Linked DNA regions of Zea mays: all the other regions are linked to region 1. A link is a contact called in public Hi-C data. All regions are on one chromosome and are shown on one strand. The core of a region is the stretch at or near the end of the contact, and the rest is flanking DNA. Distances in the headings are between cores, read along the strand shown. Region 1 has its middle 32 kb from the start of LOC109939492. Region 2 holds the start of LOC103626469 (NAC domain-containing protein 22). Region 3 holds the start of LOC542315 (starch branching enzyme 1). Region 4 holds the start of LOC103626464 (GDSL esterase/lipase At5g55050).

Evidence for each region. A called contact is a pair of places that touch in the nucleus more often than the background predicts.
Region 2: a contact with region 1 is called in a Hi-C map of ear, with 2.8 times the contacts expected there. The contact joins the promoter of LOC103626469 here to the enhancer-like site in region 1. A contact is called at or near these places in 3 of 25 Hi-C or Micro-C datasets (ear, leaf mesophyll and tassel).
Region 3: a Hi-C map of tassel shows a contact between it and region 1, with 2.7 times the contacts expected there. The contact joins the promoter of LOC542315 here to the enhancer-like site in region 1. A contact is called at or near these places in 2 of 25 Hi-C or Micro-C datasets (ear and tassel).
Region 4: a contact with region 1 is called in a Hi-C map of tassel, with 2.4 times the contacts expected there. The contact joins the promoter of LOC103626464 here to the enhancer-like site in region 1. A contact is called at or near these places in 2 of 25 Hi-C or Micro-C datasets (ear and tassel).

What each region holds. Positions count from the first base shown.
Region 1 is chr5:64,861,285-64,864,667 of Zm-B73-REFERENCE-NAM-5.0, forward strand. No RefSeq gene overlaps it. Among protein-coding and RNA genes, the nearest start is that of LOC109939492, 32 kb to the left of the region's middle. Within about 2 kb of position 1,372, at least 16 of the 20 cell types and tissues checked have an H3K27ac peak or open chromatin away from gene starts, as enhancers often do. A contact at or near this core is called in ear, leaf mesophyll and tassel, where this site is marked.
Region 2 is chr5:65,160,234-65,163,400 of Zm-B73-REFERENCE-NAM-5.0, forward strand. LOC103626469 (NAC domain-containing protein 22) reads right to left here and starts at 1,366. Exons shown (of 1, transcript XM_008646874.4): 1 at 80-1,366. The coding sequence starts at 1,351. The coding sequence ends at 413.
Region 3 is chr5:65,204,388-65,207,512 of Zm-B73-REFERENCE-NAM-5.0, forward strand. LOC542315 (starch branching enzyme 1) reads right to left here and starts at 1,503. Exons shown (of 14, transcript NM_001111900.1): 1 at 1,378-1,503; 2 at 1,227-1,295; 3 at 640-847; 4 at 450-519; 5 at 1-130. The coding sequence starts at 1,476. LOC103626470 reads right to left here. Exons shown (of 9, transcript NM_001368267.1): 9 at 2,964-3,125.
Region 4 is chr5:64,559,882-64,562,979 of Zm-B73-REFERENCE-NAM-5.0, forward strand. It overlaps LOC103626464 (GDSL esterase/lipase At5g55050), which reads right to left and starts at 1,403. Exons shown (of 3, transcript XM_008646872.4): 1 at 1,035-1,403; 2 at 782-927; 3 at 1-683. The coding sequence starts at 1,293. It also overlaps the pseudogene LOC103626465.

The DNA of each region.
Region 1 (3,383 bases), core at 122-2,621:
CGCACCGGACAGTCCGGTGCGCCACCGGTGCGCCAACGGTCGTTTCCAACGACTAGTTCTGACAGTTAGCCGTTGGACTCATGGCACACCGGACAGTCCAGTGCGCCACTATAATTGACTTCTGAAACAGTCGCGCTCGGGTTTTGCTGCCCGGGGAGGCCTTCCCCTGGGCCAGCCTGGCCCACCTGGCAGATGGTGCACCAGACAGTCCGGTGCACACCGGACAGTCCGGTGCCCCAGGGCCAGAAACCCTACCTCTTGTTTTTCAGCTGATTTTCAAATCGATTTTCGTTCTAACTTGTGAGTGAATTCTAGAGTGACACCTAGCACTGTATGTGAGTGTGATTGTGCACCAACACTACACTAGAACTCTCTTGGTCAAACTACTCATCGATAACCCCTCTTTATAGTACGGCTAAAAGATAATAAAAGACCTAACTAAATCACAAGTGTCCACATCTCCTTGACACTCGGACTCCGTAGTCCTTCACCTTTTGTTTCGTTGTTTTAGCCGTCGCTTCGAGTTCTTATCTCTGGGATTGTTTTCACCGTTGTAGTACTTCTACCTGTAATGCGACCTAACTTACCATTTGTCTCTGCAAAACACACGTTAGTCACATATAACATTACGTTGTCATTAATCAATAAAACCAACCAGGGGCCTAGATACTTTCATGGGTGACGCCTAGGTGGGTGGGCCGGTGGGTGGGGGGCTGTGAAATACGGGTCGTCGCCGTGTTTAAGGGCTAGTTTAGGAACCTCATTTTCCAAAGGGATTTTCATTTTTCCAAGAGAGTTTAGTTCATTTTTTCTTGGAAAAATAGGAATCATTTAGAAAAATGGAGTTCTCAAACTAGCTCTAAGACTTGTCTATTTATTTTGATTTCAATATATATATATATATGGCATGCAGTTGAGAATTAAATCAATAGCGCAGACAACATGTACTGCAGCCCCGCCGGTAATTATCTGGAGGGCATGGGCATCTATATATATGTTGCCAAAAACCTACCGATCTAGTTTGATTCGAGTCTACTCTCTACTCTGATCTATATGTATGATGCTGTGTAGCTGATGCGTGCACGCGGTATAGTACTAACAAGTGCGTGATTAAGAACGTACAATTGGGGTCGTCGTCTAAGCACTTGGATCGGTTGAGCTGTCAGTCACACGGCTTCAGCTAGGGATACGCACGCATGCAATGCAGGCACACACCTGTCATGTCTCATCTCCATAGACATAGACTTCTTGCCTGCCTGTCTGCAGCTAATACATACAGAGAGACGACGAGATGAGATGCGATGCGATGCGATGCCTCCCTCGCTCGTGCACCATATTCTATTCGCATCATGTCGTCGTGGGCCGGGCTTTGTGGGCTACTGGACCGGCATCCACAGCTGGCATGGTGCCTGCCAGCCGTACAACGCAACACGCATCTGCATCCTCTCCCTTCCCGTCTCTAAAGTCCACCCTATCTTCAAACTGCTCCCGATCCTCGGATTTCGTTCTTAAGTACGTGGCGGACATGCGGACGTCCACTTCACAGAAGCTTCGTCGGCGGTGATCCATCCAGGCGACCAGGCCTGCTCAGCTCAGCTATGCTGCCGTGTGCGTGGATTTTCAAACAGTGACCACCACGGCGACAACCTAACGGCTCCAGATAGCAGCTGCCTCCTCTCGACGTCGTCTCCTCCTCGCTCCATATATACAGACACAGCTCGCGACTACGAAGCCATCAAGGCGCACGTACGTACGGTACGCACAGAGAGAGACCGACAGTAATCGCACTCGTACGTGACGACGACGACGACGGTGATATAATTAAACCGATGGCTCCGACGACGACGACGACCGTCCCGCCGCCGGCGAGCTCGAGGCCGGCGCCACTAGCGGCGGCCGGGCACGTGCGGTCGGCGAGCGTGCCATGCCACACGCACCCGCTGCTGGCGCACGTGGACGACCAGCTGCTGGCGCTGCGGTCGTGGACGTCCAGGCCGGGGCCCAAGTACCCGCTGTCGCTGGCGCACGTCCGCGCGCTCCTCTGCGTGCTGGACGAGCTGCTGCTGCGTCTCCCGCCGGCGCACGCGCACGCCGCCGACAGCCTGCTCGACGGCTTCCTCGTCCTGGCCGACGCCTTCGGCACGTTCCTGGCCGCGCTGGTCGCGCTGCGGCAGCACGCGGCCGAGCTCCGCGCCGCCGTGCGCAGGCGCGACGACGCCGCCAGGCTGGCCTCGGCCGCGCGCGCGCAGAGGCGGGCCGGGCGGGAGCTCCACCTGCTCGCGGCCGCCGTCGCGCGCGGGGCCTCTAGGTGCGCGTGCGCGCGCCCTGCCTCCGCGTCCACACCCGGTGTCGCCAGGGCCGTCGCCGAGGCCGTCAACGGCACCGCGGCGGCGGCCGCGGCCGTGTTCCTGGAGGTCGGCGCCGTCGCCGACGCCGCCGCGGCGTTGGCGTTGGCGGCGTCGCCTGCTGCCTCGGCCTCGGCCAAGAAGATGGGGTTGTCCAGGAGCAGGAAGGCCGTGGCCGACGGCGAGGAGCGGCGGGTGGGCGCCGCGCTGGAGAAGCTGCAGGAGCTGGAGCAGTGCGTCAGGGAGCTGGAGAGCGAGAGCGAAAAGGTGTTCAGGAGCCTGGTGCAGACCAGGGTCTCCTTGCTCAACATCCGCACGCCAACATTTTAGTTACTGCTTAGCTTGGTGTTAAGGTTTCATGCATCATGCATGCACAACAATCTATGCACGAGCCAATGCAATACGTGCTTGAACTGTATGTGAGAGAACAATAACATTGGCTTCTTTTTTTTTGGCAAATTAAAAATAGTATTGATCCATGCGACTAGTGTTGGTAATATGGTACTTCTTTGAACCAGCACGAGCACGACCCAAAGACAGAAGCCCAAAACACGATCCGGTACAAAATAATATGGACCGAGCTGACACCGTTCGAAGACGGGCCTGAACTGGACCTCAAATTCTGGCCCGTTGGGCCTCCAGCACGTCCTGCACGCTTGGGATGGGCTTGGCTGGAACAGCCCAATTAAACCCATATTATTTAATTTATTTAATTTAGTAAGTTATACACTTTATAATATTGTAAAATTTGAATTTTATGTTGTCAAATGGTGCGCACATTGCTTAATATCCTTAGTTTAGTAAAATGTGCGCACCACTTGAATTTTATATGATTCAAATATATGGTTGGGTTTGGGCCGGCATGGCCTAACAAAGACACGACATGGGCTTTATTGAATTAATTTTTTTGTATGAACAGAAAAGGATGCGTGCAGGTGCAGCTGTCGTCGTATTTTGCAATCTTGTTTGCCTACACATTTTGCTAGTTTTTGTTTGCTAGAGTCTAGTAGAGATGTGGGTGTGGCTTTTGGATGAAAA
Region 2 (3,167 bases), core at 116-2,615, 300 kb after region 1:
GATGGGACTATGGGAGTCGATCAGATGAGCTGTGCAGAATCCGTGCTATATCGGATTTGCATTGCTCATGGAATAAATCAAATCAAATCAAAATAAACGGTGTTCAACGATCGGCACATTATAAGTTAGTATATCGTTAATATGATTGGAGTCATCCACGAGAAGCTGCTGATCCATGGCGCCCTCTCTCTAGCTCGCTCCCATGGAAGAACGAAGAAGATAGGTAAAGGTCCCGAGTCCCGAGCAGGGAGATAAGGTGGAGAGATCCTTGGGCTGCCGCGGTGCGTGCCCGCGCTTGGTAGCTCTTGGGCCGTGCGGCCCAGCGCGCGGCGCACGGGCATCAGTTGGGCCGACGACTGTGAGCGTGGGCCTTCGCTTTACATATAAAGCTGTTGGATTGTGTGGATTTTGGTTAGAAGTTGAGGACGCTGGCGTAGTAGGCAGACCACCAGCTCTCCATCCGTGGGCTCCGCAGCTGCGTCAGGAAGGGGTCCTGCTGCTGCTGATTCTTCGCCGCCTCCTCTCTCTTCATGCTCATCGCAGCTGACGGTGAGAGCGAGACGCCGCCCACGGGCACCATCACGATCTCCGACGACGACATGGAGTCGGCGGGGGAGCCGGTGCTGTGGGACGCGGACGGCGTGGCGGTGGCGCGCGCGAGCTCCTCCATGGCCACCCGCTGCTCCAGCTCCTTGAGCGACACGGCCTTGCGGTAGACCTTGCACAGCACCACGTCCACCTGCGGCACGCGCGCGTCGCTGCTAGCGTCGGCAGCGTCGGGGAGGCGGTACTCGTTCATGACCCAGTCCGTCTTGGTGCCCCGCGGCGCGCGGCCCTCGTAGTAGACGAGCGTCTTCTTGAGCCCGATGAGGCGCTTGGGGTCGGCGGCGCACCGCACGGCGCGGTCCGACCCCGTGGCCTTCCAGAACCCGCGCTCCGTGGTGCGGCTAGGCCGGCCGCCGGAGCCGGGCTGCTGCTTGGCCGCCCGCCCGCCGCCGTCGCGGGGCACGAAGAAGTACCACTCGCGCTCGCCAACGACGCGCGCCAGGCTCGGCAGCTCCCAGGGGTCGTGCCGGTACAGGTGCACCGTGGGGATGATGTCGAACTTGAGCTTCCTCCCGCGCGCCGCCTGCTTCAGGTAGAACTCCAGCAGCTCCTCCTCCGTCGGGTGGAACCGGAACCCCGGCAGATCCAGCTGATGCTGCTGCTCCGCCGCCATGATGGATGGATGGATCGATGTTGATGGATATAGATGAGGGTGCTGGTCGATAATGGGGGAAAGAGCTGAGTTCCCTCTGCATATATAGGCCGGCGGGGAGGAGACTCTGGGGCATGGGGGAGGAGGAGACATGACATGATGGCGTCATGGCGAGCGAGTGATGCGCTCTTTCCCAGTCTTCTCTTGCGTCGTACTAGCTGACTTTTATTGTTACTGCCCTAATTCTCAAGGCAGTGTCGTCATCTCTAGATCTACGTTGAATTCTTTCTTCACTACTGGCTAGCTTAGTGCTGATTATTTTACAGATACATGTAGTTCCTGCTGGTTAATTATATTTCTTGTACGATCTATGTAATATGATAATAATATTCGTCCAGACAAGTATATAACTGATAATTGGTTCTACCAACACACAAAATGAATTAAAACAACTCGTGAACATATAAGATGGGACCTCCGATCTCTGCACTTCACTACTGATGAATAAACAAACATATCAGTTCTAGGTTGAGGGGAGGTAGGACTAGTTATTGTTAGGACGATGTCCTTTGACCTGGAATAGAACTGAGCCAAGGGGCAGGCCCGAGCCTAGTGGGTGTGCAGCCTGTTCAGGGAAACAGCCCCCCCCCCCCCCCCCCCCCCCCGAGTTCCAAGGACCTTCACTTCTAGCACATTAGGCTAATAAATCAACTAATCTCTAAGTAAATCTTCATCTCATGAGTCAAATCAGTTGTCTGTATGGTGTTTTTGTCTTTGATCACGACTACATCTCCATTTTAACATGAATGTCATTCAAGATTTCATTTTAAAGAATAACACTAACAAAATAATATTATCCAAGTAAAATTATACAATACAAAATTGAATAGACAGTTAGACACAATCACACAACTCTTAATATAACCTTTTTATCATATTATTATAGCCTATATTAGTATAATTCTACTTTATAGATTGATATTCTGGAATGTTGTACAAGGTCTTAGATTTTGCTGGCCCAGCCCTGCCAAGGGGAGTCCTCCATGCTCCCACGCGCTGAAACCTAGCCCACACCAATAACCGGAATTGCCCCAATCATGGACTCCATGCAGTGGCGGAGGACGCATAAAAATTAAGGTATGGTTGGAATATGTCACAAGAATTGCCATGCCACTTATCACAATATACTCATAAATAATCACTGCCCAAAAATCCTAGACCATTCATTCAATCATACCCCTTACATTCACCATCAGTTGGCTAAGGCAGTACCAATAAGCGTTGTGCTGAGACATTCTTGATCGATATTGCATCAAACAGCTTGCGCGAAGCAGGTAACAATGCCATTCGACGCCATGAGGTTTTAAGTGCCATTTCATCCGACACCCTCTGAGCATCACACACGTGCACGTGCATGCTAGCAGGACAGTTTTCATGCACAGGTTCCCTTTGGTGATTGCGTTAGCGATCTCCCGGCATCGAGCATTCGACGAAGATCATGTAGTTCATGTCGTATATGTTGCGGAAGGGCATCGTGTGGAACAACTCCCTAACCTCGCGCAAGCGGTTGAGATCCTGAACGTGGGCGGCGGCGGCCGGTGAAGGTGGCATCATGGCCTGGTCCTTAGCAGCCATCATGGGCGCAGGCATGGTCGCGCGGAACCGCGACCCACAAAGCGAAGGTCATCGGCTCGTCATGGAGCTGGCTGCGCTCAACAGACTACGGTTGATGGGACGGGTCTGGGGCTCAGCGCGTCGCTCAAGATGTCCGACTAGAGCGGAGGCAGGCTGCAAGCACGATCGTGCAGAGCTGAACCACCGAGAGGTGGCAAAGAAGAGAGTCGTCCAGACGAGACCACTAGGCAGATGCAGTGGAGGAGAGCGGACTAGGAGTTCTGGATCTAAGGTATGGCGTGAGCCATACCTGGCCATATCGGAAGCTCCGCCACTGACTCCATGGTGTCGACGA
Region 3 (3,125 bases), core at 253-2,752, 340 kb after region 1:
GGAATTGTGAGGGATGGCAGGTTTCCCTTTGACATGGTCAATTTTGATCGACCAAACACCAAATTTATCCTTCTCCATCTTATGGTTTGCACCATTCCAGTCATTGAAGTCACCAATAAGCTCTGCCTCCCTACACCCATGAGTAAAAAACTCAAGTCAAATGCATCAATCTATTAAAATAGTGGAAAGTATATTGTCATAAGAAGAAAACAGCATTATGTAATCACAGCAAGAAAAAAAATAGCCTCCTCAGCTAAGACATGACAGTCTTGCACAAGAATGAAATATCCGAACAGTTTTCTACTCCCAAACATTGATTACTCTCCTGTGTTTTAGCTGTTCTTTTTTTTTAATATAGTTACTATCAGACGATATCTCTTCACAAGCAAAATGGGAAAAAACGATACCCCGCCAGTACATCATGTTTGCATGACAACATTAGAACTTACTGCGCAGCAGGTGCCCATTCACGATATACAGTTCCATCCTCATTTGTATTAATCCCAAATTTCAAATAGCCTGAAAAAAATACAAAATCCGGAAATGTTGATGATGCAGATAATATTTTGCGGCATGGGCAGGTGCTATAAATATTGTGAAATGGTCCTTGTATTAGCATTTGAATGTATTAAGCCTAACCTTTAGAAAAAGATTCAAGACTTCCCTCATTTTCTTCAATTGATCCTTTCTGCTCTAGGAATCTTTTCATCCGGTACCTGAAATGGTCCTTGAATATCTCCAGCTTGGGGTCCAGGTCGTATATGGGGAGATGGTCGACATCGCCTTTGGCAGTTGCCATAGTTTTATCTTCTTGCACAGTAGCTGCAGTGGCGAATTTGCTCTTGACCTTGCACAGTGCGTTAAAGCCAGATTCAGAATTACACGAGCAATAGAAGCTAACACGTGAAAATGTAGTGAAGCTAATTAGCTGCTGCAGCAACCACAGAAATATCAAATATAGCACTTTATTTCAACTAATTATTATGTAATAAATGATTAGGATGGCTGAAGAAAACCAACCACCAAAATTTAAACAACTTCAGTTGAAATCTGAGATCCGCTAGACTTGGTAAAATGATTACTACTGATAACAAAGCACTAGAGCCAAATCCAAAGCGAGAGCGAGACCCAATCCACAAATTCCAGAGTTTTTTTTCTCTCTCCAAAACTACTACCAAATTCCATTTTGTCCGTAACAACGTGTTCTAATCTGGGGAAAGATCTACCTTCCGCACCCCTGACCGGCGAGCCTTGCACTGGACAGACAACACACTCAGGCGCACATTGCCGCCACCCTGCGAAACTATGAACCATCAGTACAGAAGAAAAAAAAGCAAAAGTAGTAAATCCACCAGCCCCCGGATCGCCGCAGCTTACCGCGATCCCCGGCGGTGCCGCCCGATCAGCATGCGAGCGAGAGCGCCGCGGCGGCGGAAGCGGAGTCGGCGAGGAAGAGGGCGACACGAGGCACAGCATTGTGACGGCGTGTGAGTCCCATCTCGTCAGCAATCCAAGTGCCTGCCGCTTTATATCGGGTGCCGGACTGGAGCTGGCTTGGCGTCTTCCTCCCTATCCTCCCCCCTCGCAATGAAAGCGTGATTTTTTTCGCTTGGTCTCCTCACCTTTCTTCCCCGTCGCAATCTGCCGCTGCGACAAGGAGGGGGCCATGGCAGTGGCACATGACCCTGAGCCGGATCTGTGGGCCCGGAATGGCCGGGCGTGCCACGTGGGCGGACACGAACAACCGTGGAGCTGGTTCTGGGCCGATTGGCCTTTGGGCTTGCACGCTTCCCGGTTTGCCTTTTTTTATTTTATGTTGTTAATCTCTACTGTTTAAAGCATATGTTTCATGTGTCCTGCTTATAGGTTTATTTATCTCCCTCATTTTTCGCCTAACAATAATCCTAATAGTTTGTTTGACCATAGATAGGTCGTTACAACACAGATGAGCCGTGAGAAACCAGTCAAACCCAATAACACGATGCAGCGCTCTCACTGTCCACCTCACTAACCGAAAGAGGATGAACGATCAAATGAGTTATAATATTTGTTTTTAGCAGTTTAATATATGGTGTGGACCATATGTTTATTTTAATATTAAATTTATTTTTTATAGGTATTAAATATGATTGTGTGTTGTAGCAAGACATGGATATTATACTAGCGGTAAAAAAAATAGCACAAAAAATGTATTTTTTGTGTACATATACATAGCTATAGCATATAGCATAGCTATGGCTTGTGCAGATTTATCATCATCATTATTGCAAGTTGCAACTAGTAGTACCACTAAATAGCTTTTTCTTCTTTTTTTCTGATGTGCTTTTTGTGTAGCTTTTCTAACAAATTAAAGTGATGAATGAACATGCGGAGTCATCTGCATCGTCAGACAGCTCTAGCCGTTGTCAATCAGACAAACTTACCTGTGGTTTTTTCTTGGGGTTCCTTGCAGTGTAGAGCTCATCTTGCACTTCACATATTGCGTGAGACAACCGTCTTCACTTTATATATAACTGAAAAGTGAAAAATCAAATGGCCATCTTCAGTGATCAGGATCCACAAGGAAACAAGGAATTGGAAAGATAGATGAGAGTGCTTTCTCAAGGAACTCTCGAAGTCCATCCATAGCAGCAAAAGGAACGTAAAAAGGTGTTCTGCTCTTCTGGTACCCGTGTGACAACGGCCTTAGAATGAACAGTGAAAATAGTGATATAATAACGGCAAAGCATGAAACAGAGCAAATAGAGTGGCACGGCATCTCAGGCCTCAACTTCTGAAACATCTATCTATTCTTCTGGTATGCATGACTAGTTCTAGTCTGTACTTGAGTACTTTACAAATTACAAGTGATGCTGGAGGGACCTCAGAACAGGCACATTGCTTCCTTCCAGCATTTGCTCTAAGTAGGCCTGACATCTCAAATACAGGATCAAGGCCTCAGCAGCCGAAATGGTCAGCCGAAAGAATCAACAGACAACAACCTGATTGCTCATCTCGATTTAGTCACGCTACAACATATCATTGCTAGAGACCTCGTCTTACGCTCAGAACCCACTGGCCCGGTTATCGCACATCACCACAGGCCAACTCCTGTGACATTTACATAGTATCTCCACAGATTGCTC
Region 4 (3,098 bases), core at 153-2,652, 300 kb before region 1:
TGGGCTCTGAGCGCTGCGGCCCGCTCAGAAGGGTGCACGCTGTCCCAGAAGTAGTAAAGGCCGCGGTCGGCGCAGAGCGTCGCGTTCGGTGCGCAGGGCGCCTCGGCGCCGAGCCGGCCGCCGCCGCAGCACGCGTTGGCGACGTCCGTGAACCCCGACGCCAGCGGGTGGGCGAAGGTGTCCGCCATGAGGCCGAGCGAGTCGGCCAGGGAGTAGGAGAGGCCGGGCAGCCCGGACCTAGAGGAGGGGGACGCGAGGCCGGCGAGCAGGGAGCGCAGCGCGGCGTTGAAGCCGGCGGCGAGCCGGTTCCGGTCCTCGGCGCACGCGCCCGTGGCGTCCAGCACCCGCGCCACGGGCAGGCACCCTGCGAGCCCCACGTTGACGACGGCCAGCCTCCGCACGCCCAGCGCGTGCAGGCCCCTGATGGCGGCCGAGTAGTTGGAGACGAGGCCGCCGTAGAAGGCGGCCGCGTCGTGGCTCTCCAGGTCGGCGCCGGACCTGTTCCGCGCCCGCTCCGCGTTCGCGAATGCGGACAGGTCGTTGCCGCCGACGAGGATGAGGACGAAGGACCGGTTGATCAGGGCGTCCACCGCGTCGGAGGAGCCCGCCGCGGCGATCATCTCCGACCTCGTGGCGTTGAAGTACTGCACCTGCTTCGATAGCGGGATCGTGTTGCCGGCGTTCTGCATCACGCACGCACGCACGCTTCCTTGTCAAAGTTTGCTATATATGGATGCTAGTACGCACACGTCGGAGCAGACGTAACGAACAGTACTTATACCGTGGAGTCGAGGATGCCAGCTCCTCCGGAAGCATAGCTGACGCCGATAGTGAGAGCCGTCGGAACCAGAAGGCCGCCGCCGCAGCTTGCTGCTCCCAGCAGCGACAGGTACGGCGGAGGGCTGCTCACGAACCCTATGCACTTTGCTGCAATGCAAGTATGCAACGTACTTACTATACATTGTTATGCATATATACTACTCTAGGTATTCTGTTGAGCTACGAGCCTATACGACGACGACGGCGAGGCCTACCAATGAAATCGGCGGTGTTGTAGCCGTTGCTGAACCTTCCGGTGGGAAGGCCGCCGGGGAAGTCGACGCCGTAGTAGGGCCTGTTGGCCCTGGGGACGCCCGCTCCCGGCAGGTAGTTGTTGTTTCCGACGTCCAGCGTCGAGTCGCCGAACACGTACATCGCCGGCGGCGGCTTGAAGACGCCGGCGGCGGCGCCGAGGACGTCCATGGATAGTAATAGTACTGCCATCACGGGGCACAGCACAAAATGCTCTGCCATGGCCAGCGCTTGCTGTAGGTCTGTAGGCTGTAGCCCACCACGGAAATGACATATATGTATGTTTATCTCTGGCTGGCGGTGCTTGTTGATATGATAGGGCTCACAACAGTAAGGCATGTAGACACTGCTGCACCCTATTCTAATTATAAGACACAGTTAAAATATAATATAATTTAGTGAGGGTGTCTAAAACCAGTATTAAATAAATTAAATTGACCAATCAATTAGTCTCATGTCTCGAGCATAGAGCGAAAACATAATATTTTCATCAATATATGTCTTGATTTTTTTTAATTTATCTTTTTAGACACACTCGAAGGCACAACTTAAGACACTCACATGTACAATACCATTTAATAGGGATCTCTTGAGTAGTTTATAGGGGTTAATTGAAAATAAATACAAGAGACAAGGTTTTCGCGAAGACCTGTCTCTACCTAGTTCTTTATACGGATTGTTTCTTAACTATATATATTTATGATTTAGGCCTTGAGATACTTATAATTATACTATATAATTTTTTAGTTGTTTCTTATACTTAGAAAACCGTTCCAGTGTCGCTCTAATTGAACTAACTAGCTAGTCGCCATGCACGTTTGCCTCGTGGCCGTGACCGTGCCTACTGGATGCCCTTTTTTATATGATAATATTAATATGCATGATCGATACTGTTCTGTCTATCTCAGATTCTGATCAGTCTCGTTATTTCAATTCAAAAGTCTACATACCCTACCCCACTACATTATATCCACACGGCACAAAATTAATTCGATTTGTTAGGTCACCATTGATGATGCGTGGCCAGTTGCCCACCACAACAATTGGAGATCCATGGCTGCAATTATCTGTTTCGTATATATATATATATATATATATATATATATATATATATATATATATATATATATATATATATATATATATATATATATATATATATATATATATATATATATATATATACACACACTACATCTTAAGGACAGAGTGAGGGTGTCCACCACGTATCACCATGCCCCCGTCTATCTCTCCCACGCGCATCTTCCTTCCCCGGCTGCTGACATGCCACGCGCGACCCCCACCAATGGCGCCCTTCCTCCCCCAAATGTTGTCGAGTGCCCCACCAACGGCGCCCTTCCTTCCCCGCCAGCTCCGCGCTCCACGCGCCCCGCCAGCCGTCACAGTGATGCCGCGCGAGTCGCCACCGGGAAACCCGCCACCTCCGCGCCCCCACCAACCCCGCCCCCACCAAGCTCGCCCCCGACCTGCCCCCACCAAACCAGCCCCCCAGCATTCACCACGCCCCCTGCCCTCGCCCTCGACTTTGGAAGAGGCGCGACACCTTCATGGAAGGCGAGATCCGCGACGTGCCCCATTCCATACCTGGCGGTGACAGCATTCACCGTGCCCCCTTCCCCGGCAGCCGAGATGCCACGCGAGGCGTCACAGTGATCCCACCCCCGCCAGCTCCACCTGTGACGCCATGGTGAGGGCCTTGCGGCTCGGTGGCCACGCGACCTCCGCAGCGAGGTGGTTCACCTGCCGGCGCACCGCCGTCGCCCTCTGCATGGCCAACCTCGTCGCCGCGCTGCTCGTGGCCCGCACGCTCTACGCTCCCGACTCCTTCGCATTTGCACCCAAACGTACTCTCTTTCTCTCTCTCTCTCTCTCTCTCTCTCTCGTCAGCTCACCGTTAGTCCATGTGATTGTTCTGAACAAATTAATCCATCGATTAAGTTTGTGCATGTGGCTTTAGGCGGGGAGCTGAAGTATTCCAGGGAGCAGATGAGGTGGGTGGAGGAGTC